3 separate regions of the Mus musculus genome follow, and regions 1 and 2 are each linked to region 3. A link is a contact called in public HiChIP or PLAC-seq data. All regions are on one chromosome and are shown on one strand. Each heading gives the region's core, a stretch centred on a gene start, on an enhancer-like site or on the middle of the called end of the contact. The rest is flanking DNA. Distances are from core to core; before and after follow the strand shown.

Evidence for each region. HiChIP or PLAC-seq counts read pairs in DNA pulled down with a chosen protein or histone mark.
Region 1: a contact with region 3 is called in an HNF4G HiChIP or PLAC-seq map of pancreatic cancer cells. The contact joins the promoter of Zmym4 here to the promoter of Dlgap3 in region 3. A contact is called at or near these places in 1 of 39 promoter capture datasets (hippocampal neurons), 1 of 484 Hi-C or Micro-C datasets (embryonic stem cells), 2 of 115 datasets of contacts at active chromatin or transcription factors (embryonic stem cells and pancreatic cancer cells) and 1 of 9 other capture datasets (liver).
Region 2: a contact with region 3 is called in an H3K4me3 HiChIP or PLAC-seq map of embryonic stem cells, with 2.4 times the contacts expected there. The contact joins the promoter of Gjb5 here to the promoter of Dlgap3 in region 3. A contact is called at or near these places in 4 of 39 promoter capture datasets (the 3T3-L1 cell line, cranial neural crest and liver), 7 of 484 Hi-C or Micro-C datasets (all in embryonic stem cells) and 4 of 115 datasets of contacts at active chromatin or transcription factors (embryonic stem cells and pancreatic cancer cells).

Annotation. Positions count from the first base shown.
Region 1 is chr4:126,966,558-126,969,773 of GRCm38.p6, reverse strand. It overlaps Zmym4 (zinc finger, MYM-type 4), which reads left to right and starts at 1,547. Exons shown (of 30, transcript NM_001114399.2): 1 at 1,547-1,958. The coding sequence starts at 1,920.
Region 2 is chr4:127,356,531-127,359,786 of GRCm38.p6, reverse strand. Gjb5 (gap junction protein, beta 5) reads left to right here and starts at 1,623. Exons shown (of 2, transcript NM_010291.3): 1 at 1,623-1,761.
Region 3 is chr4:127,167,726-127,171,238 of GRCm38.p6, reverse strand. It overlaps Dlgap3 (DLG associated protein 3), which reads right to left and starts at 2,035. Exons shown (of 12, transcript NM_198618.5): 1 at 1,874-2,035.

The DNA.
Region 1 (3,216 bases), core at 298-2,797, 200 kb after region 3:
TAGAAGGGAGTAGTCTACAGCCCATAAAAAGGTGGAAACCATCCAGTCTTATATTTAACTACAATCCCTGAAAACATATTTTCTTAACCTTTCTATTTGTTTTTTGCTTTGGACATGTAAGGAAAGAGTCTAGGATATGAAAAAAAAAACATTATCTGGCAGAAGTGAACATGTTTCTTTTTGTTCTACCCATAAGTGAAACAAAAGATAACAGGCCCAAGGGAGAATCAAGGACCAGCATGGAAACTTTCAGCCATTTCAGTGTTCAGCCAATGTTCCTGGGTTCAAAGAGCTACTGACTTACACACAGAAGTACAGCTGTAGAGCAACTTTCACCCTGTGAGCAGAGGAGCTCTGGGTCCCCTTGTATTGCCATGGAGAATAACAACTCTTCAGAGACTTAAACATTTTTTTTAATTAGTTCTTTGGGGATTTCCTAGTATACCAGCAGTCCAAGCACTTGGTCAAGGCAGGAAGACCAGCAGTTTCAGGCCACTCTGGGTTACATAGCAACCTAGCTCCAACCAACCCAACTCCAACCAATCCAACTCCAACCAACCCAACTCCAACCAACCTAAACTAATTTCCTTGTATTTTTTACTATATGTCTGTCTGTTGTGCCTATGTCTTCATTAAGAATCCAAGAGGGGACTTCAGCTCTCATTATCTTTGGCTTCGTTGTGCTTCAGGGAAGATAGTGCCTACCCTTGGATTTCCTGCCTTGACAGTTCAAGCTCCTATTCTTTAAGTCAGACCCTCAAATTCCTTCAGTGGAGGCAAATGATGGCACACAGCAGTTGCAGGTCATCACCATGAAACTTCTCAGGAGAGCAGCCATGTTCTTGAACTATCAAGACTCTTGACATTTTATGTTCTTTTGCCTTGACGACAGTTTTGTGTGTTCAGAATCCTGGAGGAATGCAATTCCAGACTGTGTTCTAGCTCCTCACCAGCCACTCGATATCTTGAGGTAAATTAATTTATTTCAAATGACCATACTGGCAATGTTAACTTTGAAAGCAATGGAGTAGATGGTTTCTAAGATCCTTTTTCATTTTAGTATTCTAATGGCAAGCAGGTATTGAGGAAATTGTCTTCAGTTATTGGTTCTGCCTTCAACACTACCAGTGGATCTGGTTTTAAGGTTGGAAGTTGTTCCTTGAGAGTCGACGCCCTTTACTTGACAAGCTGTTGGTTTCTCCTTCAGATAACAGTCTTGTTTTCTTCTTGGTTGGGATTCTTCATGTTCATAGGGTCACTGAGAACTTTGGCTCATCAGGGTTCTCTCCTTTTGGCAATATCTCTGTAGTCAGGTGTAGGGTGGTGATGTGAACCCCTCACTGACATTTCACCAGATAGTCCTTCCATTAAGATCTTTCATTCTGACATCATCCCTTCGTCATGGTCCCTTTAAGGGAGCGGCCATAGTTGAGTGGTGGGAGCAGCTGCTGGCAGCAAAGAGACTAACAGGATTAGGCCTAGCCTGGGCCACTCACCGCGCACGCTCAGGACCGGGGGCTTGGTGGGAAAGGGAGGAGGGGCTTGTGGCGCGCCTGCGCATCAGGGGCGCGCGCAAGGGGCTGGTTTGGAGATCCCTTTAAGAAAACCACTGGCGGAGGAATTTCTCTGAGAGAAAATAATCCTCCTCACGGGGCCCCTTGGAGGCCATTAACCCCCCGAGTCCCGGCCCCCCTGCCCCGGCAGGCCCTTGCGCCCACGCGCCCGCCCGTGGGACCCCAGGAGCTGCGGCTAAGCGCGCGGGCCTCCGCCCCCCTCGTCACTCCCGCGCCAGGCCCGGCGGGGGCCGAGGGGGACCGAACCGCAGCGGGTGAAGCGCCGGTGTCTGCAGTGTGGGCGGGGGCCGAGAGGGGCCGCGGCCGCCGCGCCGGGAGCCGCCGCGGTTCCGAGCGGGGCCCAACATGGCGGAGCGGGAGGTGGAGACCGGCCCCCGAAAGAGGGTAGGTGAGGTGAGGCCGCGGGCCGTCTGCGGGCTGCGGGCTGCGGGCAGGCGGGCGGGCGGGCGGGCGGGGGGCGGGGCGCGGCCGGCCCCGAGCAGCCCGGAGCTCACGGGTGGCGCGGTGGTCGACGGCCGGAGGGAGGGGCGGCCCGAGGCGGCACCGGGGTCCCCTCGGCAGGTGGGACAAAGCTCGGTGGCCGGCGGGGAGGGGGAGGGGCGGGGGCCGTGGTCCGCTTGGCTCCCCTCCCTTTGCCGGCGTGTGGGTGGTGGTGCGTATTCGGGGGGGGGGGGAGCCTGGGAGACGCAAGGTGTCAGACTCCGCTTCTGCATCCTCGAGGAAAAGGGAGTCTATGGAAGTTTCTCTGGGGAGAGGTCAGGTGGGGGTAGAGGTGGCGGGAAGAAGTCGTGGAGGATTGGTCGTTTCCTGAGGAGTAACCGGGAGGGTGCTGCGGGAACCCCGGAGCCAATTCATCTTCCTGCCTCCACTCCCCTCCCCCTTGACCGTTATCAAGCCCCAAAGTGGACATGGTGCTCTCTTCACCTTAGAAGAAGTGGGGTTGTCGTCTTGAAGTTGGGGGAATGTGTTCTGATAGCCACGGATGTGTTATAGTCTAGCATTCTTTACCTGCAGTTAGTAACGTGGAAGAGTGACAAGTTTTGTCCTTAGGATGTACCCAGCCAGCCTTGCCTGCCCTAGGTAAAGCCTTGTCTACACAGGAGTTGTAAGCCGTTTAAAAGTTTGTCTTGAAACTTTTTTTATTTTTAATTTAGTTGTGATTCATTTTCTTCAGATGGAGAACAATACTATCCACTGAGTAATGTTTTTCAAGGCTTTTTTTTTAAACTTCCCCTCACCCAGCATGTTAAGCATCAAGTTTGTTAAGTTTCCTATCAGGAGTTTTCCTTTTGGAAATGGTCTCCAAATGATGAGTTAGTTGTTAAACCAAGCTGCTTAAAACATGAATCTTAACCAAAAATGCTTTTTCATTCAGCATAAATGTCTATTCAAAGATGCATACTGTTAACATCCTGAGTGCTGACTGTGTGCCTGACATTGCACGAAGTGCTTTGTGAAGAGTTCAACCTCACAGTAACTATGCAGCCCATTTGTGGCTGAAATGTAGATTTATTTCCTATCTTACATAATTAAGTTTGCAAAGTCCAGAGTTTTGATCCGAGATTTGAAAACAGGTTTGCAAATGCTTGTGTTGGTTGCATTTAAGGTTTTTTTTTTTTTTTAATTCTTCTAGTCCTGTCAT
Region 2 (3,256 bases), core at 374-2,873, 190 kb before region 3:
CAAGTCCAAGAGCGTCCTGTGGCGCTCCCCGTTCCTTGCCTTCCCCTTCATAGCCTTCGCCCCGCCCCTCCTGGCCCTGATTCTCTATCCAGCTCCCTCTCCATGGGTGCCTCTCTCTCTACTGGCTCCCTAAAGCACTGTTGCTCCTGAGACCCCTGCCTGGCCCCAGTCCTGTGATGCGGTGTCTCCTGCTGGTGTCTTCCATTGGGCAGGAAGCCTCCTGCTGAACTCCCCAGCACCATGACCCTCTACAGGGGACCTTCCACCTCTTTCCCCACTTGTCCCTCTAGAAAACCCAAAGACCCCTTGCCACCACCCAAACAGAACCCACCAAAAGTACCACAGTTGCTTAGTGTGCCCCCAAATGTAACACGTGCACCCATAAACCACTGCGGGGACTGGTTCCAACCAGCCTTTCCTCTCCATTGGAAGATGGGGGTGGGGGAGGGGGGTTCACACATAGGTTTGGTCACAAATTCCATAGAATTCACAGGCTCATTAGAACATGTGTGTAACACAAAAATCTCCACTCTGGGCGCGATGGTGGCCGTTCATACAGAGCTGCCCAGCGCTTCCAGGGCTGAAGCCAAGAGAGCCACGCCTGCCTTCCTGCAGCTCTCCTTCTATAAACCCTGCACGTGTCTGTCTCATTTTATGTTGTTTGTTTTGTGACTGTCTCTCGTTTAGCCCAGGATGGCCTCAGACTTATTTCATAGAGAAGATGGCCTTGAAATCCTCATCCTCCTGTCTCCCAACTCCAAGCCCTCGAATTACGGGCATGCACCACCACACCCCCTTTCTGCCTCGGTGGGGACCCAACCCAAGGCTTTAAGTTTGCTAGCAGACTCGCTGAGCCACACCCCATCCTTCATTTCCCTGGTTTATTTGTTTGTTTGGTTGGTTGGTTTTGGATTTTGATCATTTTGGTGCTTAAAATGTCCCAGAGCATAGTGCTGAGATACGGTCTAGTCTCCAGAGCCCCAGAAGACTGTGATGTGCCTTAGGAGAGAAGGTGTGTGGCAGATAGGCTTCATCCAGGCATGCGCAACAACTGAGTCTCCGAGCTGAGATTCTCAGCACTCAAAAGGCTGAACCAGGAGCACCCAGAGTTGGAGGCCAACCTGCGCTGTCTCTAAAGAGACAAAAGCAAATGCAGGGACTGGAGAGTAACTGGAGGGTCAGATCAAGGATGTGAGAGCCCCACACAGGGATGAAGGACTTGCGCGCATGCGATGTGTGGGCTTCAGCTGCAGAACAAGGGCGGAGAGGGGCAATGGAGGAGGAGGGAAGAGGGAGGAGGGGAGGGAGGGAGAATGCAGTCATCAGCCCTTAGAAGCCCTCTTCGAAAGAGTTGGCCCGGGAGAATTCGGAAAGAAGAATTTATAGAGGGCAGGGCTAGCGTTTCATCCCCACACAAGGTTGGGGGTGAAAGGTCAAAGTGTAGGGGGTTCTCTTGAGAAGATGCTTGAAGTCTTGCTTTGGAAGGAGGGAAACCCCTAGGGCTTTTTTCTGGAGCTTCAACGGAGGCAGTCTTTGAGAGTCCTGGACCTAGCCAATGGCTAGGCAGCCCACAGCTCCTCCCACACACACACCCCTCCTGGCCAACAGGACACGCCTGGGCTGCTCAACAGCCTCTGCCCCAAGAATGAGCTTTACCAGAAACCCTTCCCTGATTCTGACATGAATTCTGATGCTTGCTGAACCCCAACTGCTGGCTTCCAGGAGCGGGTACTAAGGGAGCCCTAAGGAGTCGCTGCTCAGGTAAAGGACTCAGCACACCTAACCGGACCGAGTTCTCTGGAGGAGGTTGGAGGGTGGTGGCCTGGATGCATGGGCCATCCTGTGTCCTGATGAAGGGAGGCACTCCTTCCTGTATTCTGGGCTCTTCCTCTTCTCCCCAACCCGCAAAGGTGATGGAACTGGGGGCCTGGAGCTGAAGGAAAGGGGCTGAGTAGGGCGGAGCTCCGCTGCAGACAGCCCCAATTCTGGAGCAGCCCGCAGAGCCCTGGGGTTAGGGCTAGGCCTCCCTGGGTGTTCCTAGGACGCTGCCAGCCCCACCCACCTGAGACAGGACTGTACAGAGAAGTCAGTGACTCAAAGCCAGGCCACCACGTGGCCAAGTGGGGAGTGATATAGCCAGATGGGGTGAGGAATAGAGACACCCCTAGACGCTCTCACCCAAATTCCATCAGAAAGAAAAGGGAGACGCATGGGAGAGCAGGCCATTCACGAAAACTTGAGGAAAGGGCGCCAACTCAAAACTGGACAGTTTGCAGAGTGGACTCTGGAGCCAGCCAGCCTGAGTCTGAGTCCCGACTCTGTTACTTACTAGCTCTCTGGCTGCTAAATACCATACCCCATGCTATAAGGGGATAATACTGGTTTTCGGAAAATGCCTCTTACTGCACGATGGGAGTTGACCCTGCTTTGCAGCTGACCCTGCTGAGGTCAGATCGACTGTGACTTTCCACACAAGCCAGCACATTGAAGTGTGCGGCAGGGTGCGCATCGGGGTGCACAATGCCTTGGTCCCAGTATGCCTCCATCATTCCTCCAGGAATTGGTTAGAGAGGGCTTCCTACTGGGAGAAGCAGGGACTCTTTTGCACAAATGAAACTGAGTTAGTCACTCACACCAAGTTCACCAGCAGAACCCACCAGAAAGGCATGTGTCACACTGGTGTTTGACAAAGCTGTCCAACAAAAGATGATCAAAGCTAGGTGCAGATGAAAGGGGGCTCTGTGGTCAGAGGCACTCTGGTAATGCTGCCTCTTTGCATCCTGCTTTGAGGGAGTCACAAAGTGAATTCATTTATTAGCATGGGTGAGAAACGTGACCTGCTTAATTTTGATGAACGCAGCTACTTGCCAGGTTGCCTTGAACACAGAATTATTTTCTCTCGAGAATCTCTTTGTCTGCCTATGGGCCAGGGGTTTCGTGAAACAACCGTTTGGGAAAACTTGGCCCACCTGCTTGTTCTGGGGAGCCTCTTGTAAAAAGAGCACCGTGTCTCCCTACTTTAATCTAAGTCCATCTAATTACTAGTGTCTCACCTTCAGGTAAGCGGCACCTAATTGCCTGGACATTAACAGCAAAGAACAGAAAGTAGGTTCCCTTGGAGGGGGAGGTCGGAGGGGGAATAGCCCAAGGCTCGAGGACTCCGGATGACTGGTTCCTGGCATCAACACCCACCCTCTTTTATGAGCAGGGTTGCTCGAACTTAACTACCTGTGCCTCCATGCCAGCTCTGCCTTTA
Region 3 (3,513 bases), core at 786-3,285:
TGTAAAGGTTCTTCCTCTGCCTGTCATTCTATAGCTTCCTGCAAGCTCATTCCTTGGATGTGAGCCCCCTGGCACAAAATGCAGTGGGCACTGCCTGCCAGATCAGTGGGGCAGTGGGGGGAGTGCGGGGGCTGCATTTGAGGCTGTTCATCCTGTATTCACGTTCCTTTTAGAAACACCTGCCACCCTAGCCCTCCCAGCTCTCTTTTTAGACCCTGATTCACTGCCAACTCACGAAGCTCTCCCTCCCCTCCCTCCTCTCTTCTCCCTCATCTCTCTCTTTTAGGCACTGACAGCTGGGTACAGAAGTAGACCCCACACACGCACTCAGGGGATAGTGGACAGAAGTGGAGGGCAGTGATCCAGTGTCAGGGAAAACACACTAGAAAGTCCTACTCTCTAATTGTGGCCTAGCTGGGTTTCTTGGGTCAATGGAAGACCTGGGTGAGAATGTTTCTCTACCACTGTCTGGCAATGTGTGATTGTGAGAGATGCAATGCATTTCCCAAGCCTCAACATCCTCTTCTGCAAATTGGCATCATAATAGATTGAGCTGTGTGGAATGGCTGTTTTTGCAGGTTAAAAAACACAACAACAACAACAACAAACAACTGCTCAATACTGTCAATTTCATATGGCTTAACCTGACAGCATCTCAGCTTGCTTCCAAGGCAGTTAGAGAAACAAGAAGAAATGAGAGGAACAATTTTTCAAAAGTCCTAGACTGATACAGATACATTCTTCTATTACTACTTCAAGGAACTAAGTACAGACCCACCTGAACCGTGAGCTAAACCAACGACCCAGAACTTGGAGATTTGGGACTTGGAACTCTGGGAAAAAGCCACCTGCTCCAATGACTAACAAGGTAGATCTTCCTCCTGGCCTCCTCATTCTAAAGGGCCTTTGGCCAAGCATCATTGAAATAACACAAGCTCCTAGTACTCTTCACCCTCCCCCAAAAAAGTATCCCCACACACAGGTATACAGCCTTAGGCTCACCACCAGCAGGGACTCAGCATGAGGGAAAGATACCAGTGACTTCGCAGAGGGTGCCCCAGGAAGTAGATGAAGGTGCAGAGTGCTCTTGTCTGTGTCCAGGATAAGGAGACTCTGGAGGGAGGGGGCGGTCTGACCTCGGGAAAAGTAGGATCTTCCCGTGCTAAGTCCCACCAAGAATGGGGGCGGGGCAAAACCCAGGTGTGGGTGAACCCTGCTTGGATGTATTCCCACACAGTCACACAGTACACATACCCAGACCCATTCACAGAGATAGTCGCACATGCACATGCACACGCACGTCCATTCATACACACACACTCAGACACCTACATACACAGCCACACAGTGCCAGCACACACTCAACCACACATATGTCGACAGACTCATGGACGGTTAACACCCTGAACGCTCACTGCATTACACTCACTCACCCACAGACCCACACGGTGACACCCTCATCACATGCACGCTCACACACCTGCAGAGGAAACTTCTTTCCGGATCTCCCCAACACCACGACTTCCCCCCACAGCCAGCAGGCTACTCCCTCCCAGACCCAAGCTTCCATTCCAGCCGGGCAAGGGCTGGGCGGGCGCTGGCTGGCCTCCCGCGGCCCCAGCCGGGACAGCGCGTCTGCGGAGCGCGTGGTCCCCAACCCGTCCCCGGGGTCAGTCACGCCGGCCTCCAGGCCCAGGGTGAGGCCGGGGGCGGCCGCAGAGGCCCAGCCCCTCCCCCCCATCTCGGGGCCGGAGTCCAGGCCGCTGGAGCCCCGGGCGTGGGCGGCGCCGGGGCTGCAGCGGGGCTGAGCCTGGGGGGCGCTGCAGAGGGCGCGGCAAGCGCGGCCCGATCCCCACCCCTCCCGGTTGCTTACCTGGCCCGGTCGGGCTCCAGCCGGGGTTACATGGTGCCGGCGGCCCGGGCCGGGGGCGCTGCGGCTGCGGGAGCGAGTGCGGGCTCCCGGACCCGACACTGCGGAGCCCCCGGCGGAGGGGCCGCGCCAGCTGCGGAGCCCCGAGCGAGTGCTGAGCGGCCGCGGGCGCGGGAGCCGGAGGCGGCCAAGCCACGGAGGCTGGATTTCCCGGGGACCAGGACGGGGAGGCGGGGGGATCCCGCCCGCGCGCTCCGCCCCCGCCCCCGCCCCCGCGCAGGGCGGCCGAGCCAGGAGCCCGCGACAGGGAGGGGGCCCGCGCTCCCCGCCCCCGCAGCGGCCCCGCGAGGACCGAGGTCGCAGCCGGCGGGCAGCCGCCGCGGTCCCGGAGGAGCGCCCGCGTCTCTGAGCGACAGCGCCGGGGAGGCCCAGCTCGGGGGTGCGAATGTGGTCCCCCGGGTCGGTGTGTACCGAAGACCCAGGAACCAGCACATTCGGTGTCACGACCGCGCACAGCAGACCTGGGCACCGGGACCCAAGCCCAGAGCGCGGGCAGCTGGGGGAGACACACGGCTGCCTCACCGAGGCAGTCACACCCTGAATGTCACACACAGCCTCCCCCTCGCAGGCACGTCCTCTTAGGCTCCTGTCCTTAGTTTCCCGGGTCTGTAAACCCGACCCCAGCTCTTGGCCTGGGCTCTAGGAGTCCCCCTTCTCCGCACTAGTCCCTTCTGCCCCACCCCTGCCAGGGCGGGGCGCTGTGCCTGGCCTCCGAGTCTTTGACAGGCGTCCCTCACCCACAGTCCGCCAGCGGAGGCAATCCCCAGTGTGCAGGGATAACCCCGCTATACCTGCCGTCTTAGCTGGGGGCCCCACCCGTGCCCACTGTGCCCGCCCACCTCTGGGCCCCGAGCCAGGGGCTGTGCCATGGCGGGGGTGGGGTAGAGGGGGGAAAGGGGACTGTCCGAAGCACAGCGCGAAGCTGCAGAGCCAGGACACAAGCTGCAGAAGCGCTGAGAGCTGACTGCAGCAGTCCCTGGCTGGAATCCGTCTTGGCGCCCAGAGCAATGCTGTAATGGGGGGGAGGGGGCCGCGTGGGGAAGCCGCAGGAGGAGGGGCTGAGGAGATGGGGGAGGGGCCGGTTCTGAATTCTGACTTTCCCGGCGGGTGTTGAGGGCACGCGGGCGCTCCAAGTTGTGGTAGAAGGCGAGCTACATCCTCTACCTTGTCTGGTATTGAAAACTTAAGGTGGTGAGGTGTGGGCTTTGGAGCCTTGAGACAGTCCACCACCCTAGGGACAGACCTTGGGAGATGTTCTGAGTCAGGGTCCCCAACAATGACTCCTATTTCTCTGTATTTCTTTGGTGTCACTGTCTCTCCTCCTTGAGTAACCGGGCAAACTGAGGCACGGTAAGTAGAATTCGTGGGTCCTAAGGAGCTAGAACCTGGAGCCAAGCCCACACCCATTCCCTAGAGGGACCTTTTAAGGTGCCACATTACATAAATGACAAAAAGGGACCTAGAGGACCCTTCCCCCGCGGGAAACCAAGCAGTCTAGTGAGATGAACAGACTAGCCAACTATCTTACCGCCCACGAGACCACTTCAATCGTCCCTTCAATCATGTAGTGAGGCTGCAGACAA